Linked DNA regions of Mus musculus: region 1 is linked to region 2. A link is a contact called in public Micro-C data. All regions are on one chromosome and are shown on one strand. Each heading gives the region's core, a stretch centred on a gene start, on an enhancer-like site or on the middle of the called end of the contact. The rest is flanking DNA. Distances are from core to core; before and after follow the strand shown. Region 1 overlaps Arhgef18 (rho/rac guanine nucleotide exchange factor (GEF) 18). Region 2 holds the start of Arhgef18 (rho/rac guanine nucleotide exchange factor (GEF) 18).

What was found. Hi-C and Micro-C count contacts between places; a contact is called where the count stands out from the background.
Region 1: a contact with region 2 is called in a Micro-C map of the AtT-20 cell line, with 5 times the contacts expected there. The contact joins the enhancer-like site here to the promoter of Arhgef18 in region 2. A contact is called at or near these places in 1 of 39 promoter capture datasets (macrophages), 4 of 15 datasets of contacts at CTCF or cohesin (CD8 T cells, the G1E-ER4 cell line, embryonic stem cells and 1 more), 90 of 484 Hi-C or Micro-C datasets (3T3-L1-derived adipocytes, the AML12 cell line, the AtT-20 cell line and 54 more), 16 of 115 datasets of contacts at active chromatin or transcription factors (the 230-238 cell line, the SCID.adh cell line, T-cell acute lymphoblastic leukemia and 9 more) and 5 of 9 other capture datasets (adipose tissue, embryonic stem cells, liver and 2 more).

The regions. Positions count from the first base shown.
Region 1 is chr8:3,386,668-3,392,787 of GRCm38.p6, forward strand. Arhgef18 (rho/rac guanine nucleotide exchange factor (GEF) 18) reads left to right here. Exons shown (of 29, transcript NM_001370668.1): 7 at 255-299; 8 at 967-1,044; 9 at 1,334-1,436; 10 at 1,610-1,751. Among named protein-coding and RNA genes, the nearest start is that of Gm30369, 34 kb to the left of the region's middle. Within about 2 kb of position 1,919, at least 19 of the 459 cell types and tissues checked have an H3K27ac peak or open chromatin away from gene starts, as enhancers often do. A contact at or near this core is called in the AtT-20 cell line, the N1E-115 cell line, the SCID.adh cell line and 3 more, where this site is marked.
Region 2 is chr8:3,351,213-3,357,097 of GRCm38.p6, forward strand. It overlaps Arhgef18 (rho/rac guanine nucleotide exchange factor (GEF) 18), which reads left to right and starts at 2,225. Exons shown (of 29, transcript NM_001370668.1): 1 at 2,225-2,518. The coding sequence starts at 2,515. It overlaps Gm30369 (a long non-coding RNA gene), which reads right to left and starts at 4,497. Exons shown (of 5, transcript XR_870091.2): 1 at 4,387-4,497; 2 at 3,641-3,708; 3 at 2,494-2,595.

The sequences.
Region 1 (6,120 bases), core at 669-3,168, 35 kb after region 2:
TCATCCTCAGCTAACTGTGAGTAGGAGGTTGGCCTAAAATACATGAGAACTTGTTCCAAAAAAAGGGGGGGGGTGTTTTTTATGTAGCTTAATCTTACTTAGACTCACATAATGGGGCCTCTCTCTCAAACAACCTTTGCCTAAAGGAAAGACACCCCAGAATCTTCAGGGCACCCAGTTAAGAGTGTACATGGGACCTTGGGCCTGGCCAAGTAATCGTGGTTCGTGTGTGTGTATATCCCATCTCTTCCTAGGTTGATAGTACAACAGGTGCTTCAGGAGCTGAGGCAGTATCATGGGTAAGTGAGAAGGGAGCAGGCATGAAGGAGAGGACAAACGTGGGACAGGTAAGGGAGATATGTGGTGTGTACACAAGGGACAGGTGTCGGCATCTGTAGGGGAGCACACAGTTACAGGATCTGGTAGGAGGAAGAAGGGGGCTTATGGCTGTGATGATACATGCACATCACCTCAGCGTTAGGAGACTGACAAAGCAAGAAGACTGTGAGTTTAAGACTAACTTGGGCTGTGTAGTGAAACTCTGCCAAAGAGGGGAGGGGAGGTAGGAAGAAGAGAAGGAGGCAGGAGTTAAGAATACAATGAAGGTGGTAGAGGGAGGGGAAGAAGAAGAAAAAGGAAAAAATGAGGAAGGAAATGGTGCTGAGGGGGAGGATGGAGAGATGAAGCAAGGAAACCCTATGGAGAATGAGACAAAGAGAAGGTCTCTGATTCCTGAGATCTGTTAGAGAACTTTCCCACGTGCTCAAGTGGTTTGTCCAAGGCTCAGTACTGCTGCCCTCTGCTGGAAAGCTGCTGTAGTGCCCCTGGATGTAAGTCCACAGTCAGTGGTGGGCCCTCAGACAGGAGCCCCTGTGATGCACCTCTAAAGCTCTGGGGATGCAGAAGTGAAGGATACGAGTTGAGTTGCCTGCATACCTACATGTCCGTCCCACTCTGCCCCTACAGGGCCCGTCAGCGAGCTCGCATGTCCACCAGCCCTGGAGGAGCCCACTCCAACCTCACCTGGTTTGAGTTCCTGTCTGAGTAAGCACACATTGCCAGAGGTGGCTATAGTAGAGCCTTTATGCCAAGTCTCCTAAGAGCTGACTTCACCTAGAGAGCAAAGGCTGAGACATGATAATCACAGGTTCAAGGGCTGCCTGGGCTGCAGAGTAAGGGGATGGAAAGTGAAAGGAGAGGAAAAAGAAAACCCTAGGGAAGAAGAGACAGGGAGCTGGGAACCAAAGATGGGATCACATTAGGGGGCAACATATTCCTGGGGCACCTTCCAGAGTTGCCTCAGAAGGTACCTGAAGCTTTCCTCACTGTCCAGGAGCGAGGATGGTGCGTGCAAGATTGAGAAGCCCGGCAAGAGCACCAGAGTGAAGCGCAGCCTGAGCTCCCTCCGCAGCAGGGTCACGAGGCAGAAGGAGAAGGTGAGGGGGCTGAACTGGAACTTGGGGACTCGCACTTCCTTTCCATGCTCCGTAATGTACCCTTGACTTGGGAACCCTGGGATCCAAGCCAGGACTAGATAAACAGAGGTGGAGGGCGTAAAAAGACTAGCCTCTGCAGGAGATATCCTAAGACCCATCATTTTCTCGTGCAGGGGAAGAGTCCAGCACATCTAAAAGATAAGACTCAGGATCTTCCAGGGAAGCGGGAGTGTGTCAATGGGCACCAGCTGATGCGAGGAACCTTCTCGGGCCACTCCAGCTGTCCTCTGTGTGGCGAACCTTTGCTGAACTCAGGTGAGTCCCAGCCCCATCCATCCATCCAATGGAGTGTCAGCCTTTTTTCTTCATAATGTCCCTCCATTCTCTGGTACCTCCTGGCTCCATTTCACCCTCTCCAATGTGAGCAAGTGTAAATAGCAACCTGGAAAGGGCCAGAGGGACCCGTTGGGCACTGAAGATGGTGATTAAGCTCTCTGTCTCAGCTTTGGCCTTTGTAAAAATCCAGTAGGATCTGGACTCAGGCAGAGTATTTATCAGATGTGGTGACAAAATAGCATGTGTTTCCTGGTTAAAATCTCAGAAATGTGTTTTGTTGTAGCACTGGGACCTGGCTGGCCAAGGTCATGTTATCTACAGGTGTCGGGTTTCTCCACACCCTTCTTGCACATTCTGGTAGCTCTCCAACCTCGTGACAGCATCATCCTACAATGTTCTTGTGTGCACACTGGAGTTCCAAACTCTCTTGTCTCTTTTTCCTTCCACTGTATGTGTGCTTATTCACGTGTGCACTTAAAGGTGCTCGTGTATGAACACCAAAGAACAAGCTTGGCAGTCTTTCCTCGTATGCCTTTCCATCATGGTTTAATGTGTGATTTGTGTCCAGGTGAATCCATGTACATACATGCACACATGTCCTCGTGCATGTGGAGGCTAGGGATTAATTCTGGGTACCTGCCTCTATCACTCTCCACATGATATTTTGAGACAAGGTCTTCGGAGAATCTGGGGTTTGCTGACTCAGCAAATCCTCCTACCTCGGACTTGTGCACTGTGTGCCCTCATGCTCAATTTATTGTTTATTATTTTTATGTGGGTTCTGGGGGGTTGAACTTGGATCCTCATGCTTTCAGGGAAAGTACTTTTTCTGATGTGTCACCATGCCAGTCTCCAATCTCCTTCCCTTTAAGGACCCATCGTCACTTTGGAGTAAGGGCTCAATCTAGACCATTATGAAGCTCATTGTGAGTTAAGATGAAGTAAATGTGCAAGGAAAAATTTCCAAACAAGATCTTAATCTTTATTTCAGTTGCATCTTATTTATTTTTATTTCCTGTGTAGATGTGTGTGTGTGTGTGTGTGTACATGGAGGTCAGTTCTCTTCTCTCACTATGTGGGTTCCGGGATAGAATTCAGGTTATTAGTACTTTACTGGCCCATGGGCTTATTCTGCAATAAGAGAAGGGATGGGGCTATAATATATTAGTTGAGAGGAGACAGTTCAACTCATAGCACAGAGTTTCCTCCCTCCTGGAGCTGTCCAAAACTGCTAGGCAAGGCTGGGCTGGCATAAGTCTGTGCTTGGCAAATAGACCTAGGTTACTGGAATCCCTGGAGAGAGAGAGAACTCTGATTGTCCCTGGGATTTAGAACTTACCCTTTTGAAATCAAGCCCAATTTTGAGGAGAATTAAAGAGAAGGTGGTATGTATGGTAGTTGCTCCTTAAAAGACATGTATGTTGTATCTTTTAAGATGTAGTTCAGCTGGCAGAGCATTTGTCTAGCATGCAGAAAGCTCTGGGCTCCGCCTTCAGCACAGGTGGTGCATGCCTGTGTTCCCAGAATTCAGGATGTGGAGGCAGGAGGATCAGAAGCTTAATACCATAGTAGGTTAGTGTTGGGAGCCGCGCCCACATTCGCCGTTACAAGATGGCGCTGACAGCTGTGTTCTAAGTGGTAAACAAATAATCTGCGCATGTGCCGAGGGTGGTTCTCCACTCCATGTGCTCTGCCTTCCCCGTGACGTCAACTCGGCCGATGGGCTGCAGCCAATCAGGGAGTGACACGTCCTAGGCGAAGGATAATTCTCCTTAATAGGGACGGGGTTTCGTTTTCTCGCTCTCTTGCTTCTTACACTCTTGCTCCTGAAGATGTAAGCAATAAAGTTTTGCCGCAGAAGATTCTGGTCTGTGGTGTTCTTCCTGGCCGGGCGTGAGAACGCGTCTAATAACAGGTTAGATAGTAAATTCAAGCTTGGATACATGAGATCCTATCGTGTGTGTGTGTGTGTGTGTCTGTGTGTGTGTGTGTGTGTCTGTGTGTCTGTGTGTGTGTCTGTGTGTGTGTGTCTTTGTGTATCTCTGTGTGTGTCTCTGTGTCTGTGTGAATGTGCACATGTGTCCATGCATGTAAACATTAGTAGCAAAAGGTCAAACTACAGAGTATTTACAAGCAAGACTCAGGCAAGTTCAAGGTTCAACTGCAGGACATCAGCACTGTTGGCCTTTGAGGCTAATCATCCCCCTAGAATGACCTTGACCCACTAGGCACTAATAGCACCTGCCTAGTCTAAAGTCGTGACAAAATGTCTCCAAACATTGTCAAATGTCTTTTGTTGGTGCAGGATGGCCCAAGGTGAGACCTGGTTATCTAAGACTACCAGCAGGCCCTAGGGTGTGTAAGAACAACAGACCTAGTGCCTCCCAGACACCTGAAAGACCGGCTTTTCTTCATCACCCTGTCCCCACCCCTTTTTTGTCATAGTGTCATTTTACTCATTCAGGGACTATAGGACAGTCTGCCTGTGGCTACTGCTGTTTATTGTAATGGTGACTGGACACAAGAGACATGACACATTAGGCCAGTATTCCACAGCTGAGCTACACCCCAGTCCCTCATTGGGGGATTCTAGGCGGGTGCTCTACTACTGAGACACACCTCCAGCCTGATTTTTACTTTTGAGATAGAATGTCTTCTTTTGAGACAGGGTTTCTCTGTGTAGCCCTGGCTGTCCTAAAACTTGCTCATCAACCAGGCCGGTCTCAAACTCAGAAATCTGCCTGCCTCTGCCTCCCAAGTGCTGGGATTAAAGGCCTGTGCCACCACTGCCTGGCGGTTGTCTTCACTTTTGAGTAGGTGTGGTGTCATGATTTCTTTCTCCTTTTTCTTCTCTCCTCTCCTCTTCTCCTCCTCTTTTCCCTCTACCCCTTGACCTCCCATCTTTCTTTCTCTTTCTCTTCCTTTCTTTCTTTTTTCTTTTTTTCATTCTTTCTTTCATAAAACAGTCTCATATAGCCCAGGCTGCCCCCAAATTTCAAACTTGCCATGTAGTCAAAAATGAGTGGGACTTCCAGTCCTTCTGGAATTATAGTCATGTATCATTACAGCCAGTTTATGCGGTGCTGGGGCTGGAGGCCAGAGCTTCACGAATGCTAGACGAGCACTCCCCAAACTGAGCTGTATCTTTAGCCTTTCTTATTGTATGTATTGCCTGCTTGTAGCATTCAGGTAACCATGGTAGGGCTGAGTGGATTGTAGCATTGTCTGCTAAGCTGGAGTTCTTTTCTGGAGGGCTCCTTAGAGGTACACACTGGCAGCAAGCACCTTTACTCACTGAGCCATCTTGCTGCCCCAAGGATTTTAGTTTTGTTTGTTTGTTGTTTGTTTTTGGAGACAGAGTCTCAGGTAACCCAGGCTGCCCTCAAATTGACCACGTAGCCAGGGATGCTTTAAGCTTCTGCTTCTCCAGCTCCCACCTACCTAGAAGTGGGATTGTTGATCTCCATCACCACGAATGGTTTTTCATATGGGTTGAGGGTGGAAACCCAAGGCTTCTCAAACAACAGACAAACACTCTTAAACATCTCAGCCCTCCAAAAAGTTTATGTATTTCTCTTTCTTAGTTTTTTGTTATTCTTTGAGGAAGGGATTGCTTTGTTTTATATTGCTTTTTAAAAAGTAAAGCCTTGATATATCACAAAGGCTGTTTCCAAACTCCTGGGCTTATGTGATTCTTCTGCTTTGGCCATTTAAATACCTAGGACTACATGTGTGTGCCCCTTTGCCAAGCTAGAAGTTATCTTGGGCAAGAGAAAGCTAAGTGGTCAAAAGCACTTGCTGCTCTTGTAGAGAATCCATGATAGGTTCCCAGCACCCACATAGTGAGTGGTTCATAATCATCCTTAACTCCAGTTTCAAGGAATCGAATTCCTTCTCTGGGCCTCCTCAAGCATATGTGTGTGTGTAGGTCAAAGAACAACTTTGTGGTAATCATTCTCTCCTTACAAGATGTGGGTTCCTGTTATCAGCTGAGGCTGGTGGCAAGCACTTTAGCCCACTGAGAGGTTTCACTGCTATCTCACCTCCAATAGGGTCTTTGATATGTTTCTCAGTGTTCAGCAGCTTGTTTGCAGATATCGGATGCTTCCTAAGTGGGAGTGTCTGGTATGCGAATGTGTGTTAGAATAGAGACAGTTTATTAGAGAACAAAAAGATACCCCTAAATCAAGGGACAAGACTGAGGCTCAAAAGCTAGCAGTAGGTGGTCTGAGAAATCCGTTGTGCTTCTCATACCCTGTCTACCAGCTTTGAGGATTTTTGTTGTGACAGTTTTGCTTTCTGTTCTTTTCCCGTTTTTCCTATGTGTTTGTGCATGTGGTGTGTGTAT
Region 2 (5,885 bases), core at 975-3,474:
GACTGCCACTAGGGATAAGTCTTGAGAGTATGTAGCTTCACTGCCCTTCCAATTTGCACTCTGCTTCTTGGTGGTAAATAAAGATGTGATCTCTCAGCTTCCAACCCCTGCTTCCTTGCCTTCCTGGCATTAAAGTACATCTAGCCTGTTGCACTCACCTCGTCCAGCAAGAAAAACGCAACACAGTCGGATTCTTCTCAACAGCCTTCTTTATTTCAGGAACACCTTGCTACGGGAACTCCGGAAACCCAGGAAGGACTGCTTATATACACCCCAGCACTGGGGAGAGCTATGTGTCCTCCTGGGATTGGTCAGTCTGCCGGCACTTTGATTTGTATGCACCTGCTCGGGAGGGGTTGGCGCCAGATTCGGGCTATCGCCTGCGCAGTGGCGTTGTTTATGGCGACGGTGTACCGGAGGCCGGCGCCATCTTTTAGGCGCCCGGCTGCCTACACTAGCCCTCTGGAACTGTAAGCCAAAACACACTTTCTTCTGTTGCTCTTGCTTGTGGTGCATCCTGTGTGCCACGGCATGGCCTCACTGTCTATACTCTATGTGTGTTCACCTGTGCATACAGTTCCACATATATGTGCAGAGCCCAGAGTATAATGTGTGTCTACTCAGAGCTTTCTGCGCGTATAGACACTACTATTCTACACAGCATGTGTGTAACTGTGCTCAGCTTCTCATGTCTGTGCAAAGACCAATGTATCCACCCAGGAATCTCTGCATGTGTGAATGCTGCTATTTGTACATTACTGTTTCCCAGAGGGCCACATTTGAGAACTCACAAGAGTTTCATGCTAAGAGACCACTCACTCAGTTCCAGTGTGGAGCCAAGTTTAAACCCTTCTTCTGCTCACCTTTTCAGGTACTGGTGTACCCATCCTGGTAGGAGTGAAGATAGTCTATATTCATTCCTATTATTAAGTGTGTATGTGTGTGTGCACATGTGTGCATATGTGTGCGTGTACCTGTATGTGTATTTGTTTGTGTGTGTATATATATGAATGTATATATGCAGGTGGCTGTGGGTATGTGCGTTTGTCTGTATATGAATATGTGCTTGTGTGTGCAACTGTCTGGGGTATGTGTGTTTGTCTGTGTGTGGATATGTGCGTGTGTGTGCATGCAATTGTGTTGGGTGCCTATAGAGGTCAGAAGGGGCACAGGACCTTCTATAGCAGAAATTAAGCAGTTATGAGCCACCCAGTGTAGGTGTTGGGAACTGAACTCAGGTCCTCTAGAAGACTAGCAAGCACTCCTAACCACTGAGCCATCTCTCCAGCCCTGCGCATACCTCTTGCCTTCTATTTAAACCTACATCTAATACCAGGTCTCTAAGGATGGACTTGGAGGGGAGAGGTGGGAGGAGCAGGGGGCCGTTTGGTCCTCTTACAGGTGCAGCAACCCTGAATAGATACATTTTTTCTACTTCTCACTGTTGTTTGCCCTGGTTGCCTAGACTTCCTCTGAAGACTGGGCTGGCCTCAGATTCAGAGGTGCGCCTGTCTCTGCCTGCCCAGTGGGATTGAAGGCGTGCACCACCACATGCACTTATTTTTGAGACAATGTCTCTCACTGAACCTGGAACACTGGATCAGACTGGGTAGCCTGCCCTTCCCTGGGATTCTCCTATCTGCCAGCTCAGTACTGGAGTTCTCACAGGTGGCCTTACCACACCCTGACTTTATTTAGTCAGGTGGGGGTGGGGAACTAAAATCAATTCCACTTGCTTGCACAGCAAGCACTTGACCCTTTGAGCCATTTCCTCGACTGACTTTCTTAGAATGAGTCGCTGAATCTGGTTTGTTAGGAGACTGCCAGGACTCAAGCTCTAACCTTAACAGCTCTGGTAACAGTGCGTTAGTTGAAGAAGTGGAGTTAGCGGTAGTGGCAGTATTTACACCGGGAAAACAGACAGATACCAAGCAGAATGATCGCTGGTAGACATTTACAAACCCAGCGTTCAGCTCCACATGTTTCCATGGGTCCACACACCCACATATGTGTCTGTCCCCATGTGTGTTCCAGCGTGTGTCTGTCTAGAGACATGTGACTTGCATGTCCCATGTGTCTCTGTTTGTGTGCCCGAGTGTTAGGGTGAGGCCCTCACACCCCGTTCCTCTTCAGCAGTTGGCGCCACAGGAAGCTGCCGGGTGGGGGTTCAGTGCTGCTGCCTCCCCTCCCCTCCCCTCGTGGGAGGCTTTACATTCTTTACTTTACTTCCCCGTGACGCCTACGGCAGGTACAGGCTGAGGGTGGACTCCCAGATCCTCATAACCCACCTCCATTTGTTTTCTCCTCTCCTTGCTGACCCCTGCTGCCTGCTGCTCAATATTGATGAAGACAACCATAAAAAGCCGGTGGCTTAGAAAGAGGAAACTGGGCAGAGTTGAGCCACTCTGTGGTTAGCCTGGCTCATGTGTCCCTTGAAACCCTGGTTGTGTGACATGGGAGCTGCAAGAGCTGTTAACAAAGCCAGTTACCTACCTGAGCAAGAATCGGGAACTCATGGGTGAGTGACTATCTTGAAGAGTGGTGGGCACTTCGGGATCTGCACGTCTGAGAGTCTGTGAGGCAGGAGATTGACTCCTATAGCCGGGACACAACAGTAAGAGAGTGGGGCAGCTGTTTGCACTGCAGAGATCAGGAATCCTAAAATGACCCTGGAGGGTGCTGGGGAGATAGCTCAATTGATAGGGTGCTTGCTTAGCATGGGCAAAGTCCTGGGTTTCATCCCCAGCACTGCATAAGTCAAAGCTGGGTGTTGTACGCTGTCAAGCATCACTTGGGAGATGGAGGCAGGAGGATTAGAGGTTTAGGTTATCCTCAGCTACATAGGGAGTTCAGAGGCCACCTGGTCTAGAGGAGACCTATGATGGAGTCTGAAGGAACCTTTTGTAAGCAAAGCCTGTGTGGGGACGGAGGAGTAGGGGGCCAGGGATGAGGGAGGAAGTCTAAGCGCCTTTTCAGCAGGTGTCCGTGTTTTGCCTTGTTCTGTTTTGTTTTGCTTTTGAATCTGGGTCTCACCATGCAGTCCAGGCTTGCCTCCAACTCCCAGCATTCCTACTTGTGCCTCCCCAGTTCTGGGGTAACAGGTATGCACGCATACCACCACACTGCAGCTTGACCTCTTCACCTTTCAAAGCATTGGCTCTGGGGTTTTGTTCAGCCTTGCCTGACACAGACTTGGAGAATCCTGTCTGCAAAGCAAAATTTTAAGGCTGACATCTGCTGAAAAGCCGATCTTTCCAGGTCTTCCAAATGGGGACCACCCTCTGCTCAATAGCCCTCCAGCTGTAGGCCCTTAACCCTGGGGAGTCACTGGTGGCTCCCTTTGTGGCCCAGTTTGAGGAACCTCCCACAACAACTGCCGGAATGGAGTGAGGTGAGGAGGCAGGCTGTGGTTTGTACCAGGCACACCCAAGACTACAGTTTCCTCAGTTTCTGTTGACTTTGTGCACTCTCGGGTGTAGGAAGGCGACCCCTGGAGCCATGTATCAGTGGATTTAGAGCTGACCACTCTAACGGAGGTGGTGAGTTAGGTAGGAGACAGGCTTTGAATGTGGCTCCCACAGGGCTGACCCTCCAAGAGAGTCACCCTGGTTTCTGAGGGAAAACTCCAAGTTGTACCCACCTTTAAGCACCCTTCTTGTGACTGTAAATTCCTGTCTGAGGCAGCTTTTCATGGGTCTTGAAGAGGACCTAGGGAGATAACACAGAATAAGAACTTGGTTCAGCTCCCCTAAACTCATGAAAAAAAAAAACAGGTTTTGAGCATGGTGGTGCAGGCCTGATAGCTCAGCACTGTGGAGGCAGAGACAGGATCACTGAAGCTCTCCGACTAGCCAGTTTAGCTGAATCAGTGAACCTCAAGGAGAGTCAGGGAAAGCCGGTCTCGAAAATAAAAATAAGAAAAAATAAGGTGGGAGCCAGCAAGACGGTTCAGCAGGTAGAGGCTAAGCCTGAGGACCCGAGCCTGAGCCCTGGGATCCATACGTTGGAGAGAGAACTGACTCCTGCAAGTTGCCCTCTGACCTCTGCTCACGTTCTGTGGATTGTGCCCACACGTGCAAATTAATAATCAACTAATAATTAACTAAGTTTATAAAAAAGACAGAAAGCGATTGTGGGAAACACTCCATGTCAACCTCCTGCCTCACACACATACACACTTGTACACACACCAGCATGTGCTCATGCATAGGTCACGCGCATGTGGTTAACTGCAAACTCCTCAGTGAATCTGGACTGAACCATCTCTGACCCCCAGGTCTCCCCAACTCCCAACACCGATCTAGGAATGCGCTTGGGCTCACTCCTGTGGTTAGTGCTGGAGCGTCATTTTAGATAGGTCATGTGTTCGAATCCTAACATTCCCACCTCTGGGTGACATTGCACAACCTCTCTGGGCTTCTATGTGAGGAAAAAGTCCCGAGGTCACACACGAGAGATGGTTGAGCTTGGTGCCTGGCAGATTGTAGCAGCTCAGAAAACATCAGTCACCCCGCCCTTTCCTTTGTTCTGTGTTCTTGTGGTGAAGTCTTGCTTCCTGGGCTGTCCCCACCCATAAAACATGTATATGTCACAGGCACTTCCTGTGTTTTACCTCAAAAGAAAGCCCAGTGGAGTCGGAGGGGTAGTTTGGTGGCGAAGAGTACTTGCTGTTCTTGCAGAGAACCAAGGTTCAGTTCCAAGCACTCACGTGGGGTGGCTCACAACCACCTGTAATTCCAGCTCCAGAGAGCACAGCACCCTCTTCTGATCTCCAAGGGCATTGCATGTCCAGTGCTCATATGGTAGGTATACATACATGTAGGAAAAACACATACATAAAATAAAAAGAAATAAATCCTCTTTTAAGGCTCATAATATACCCATCCCTCAGTTAGTTCCACTGCCCCTATTTCTCTGAGATTTTCTGTTTCCTTTATCCACTATCAACCTAAGTCTGAAAATCCTACTTAGCATGAAGTATCCTGAAGGAATTGGCATCACTTTAATTACTGCTTTTATTGTCTTTTATGTTTGATTTTTTTTAGTTTATCCATTTATTGGTTTTAAAATGTGTTCTATTACATTTCTTTATATGTATGTGTGGTGTGCACATGTGTGCATGTGTGTAGAGAGCAGAGAATAACCTGTAGAAATCAGTTCTTTCCTTCCCACCATATTGGTCCTAAGAATCAAACTCAGATCGTCAGACTTGCTGGCATGCACCTTCTCCTAACTGAGCCAAGTCGCCAGCCCTGTGTTGCTGATTTTCAGGATGATTTTCTGTGGGGGATGGGAGCATATGAGTACAAGCACCATAGGAAGCCAGAAGAGGGAGTTGGATTCTCTGGTGCTGGATTCACTGCTTATAAGCTACCTACCTGGTAATAATGCTAGGAATCAAACTCAGACGTTCTGGAAGAATAGCACATGTGCACGCACGCACACACACATGCATGTACCCATACACACATGTACACATGCATGCACACAAACACACATACACACATGTACACATGTATGCACACACATACATGCACACATACACACATGTACACACATGTACACACATGTGCACACACACATACAGAAGTCAGGAACAACTTTTAGGATTCGGTTCTTTCCTTCCACCATGTAGGTTCCAGAGATCTTCTGGTCTGGGGGCTAGAGCCATCTACCAGCCCTTGTTTTGTCTTTTTAGAACAGTCTTTTCAACCAGGCTGAATCCAAACCCATCCTGATCCTCTTGCCTCGGTCTCCCAAATGCTGAGATTACAGCCATGCAGCTCCATGCTCAGCATTGATTGTTCTAGTTTATTACTGGCTACACTTGTCGATCTCTGACTATGTCTAATTGAACTTCATCATAGGTATGTGAGCCTGGGGGA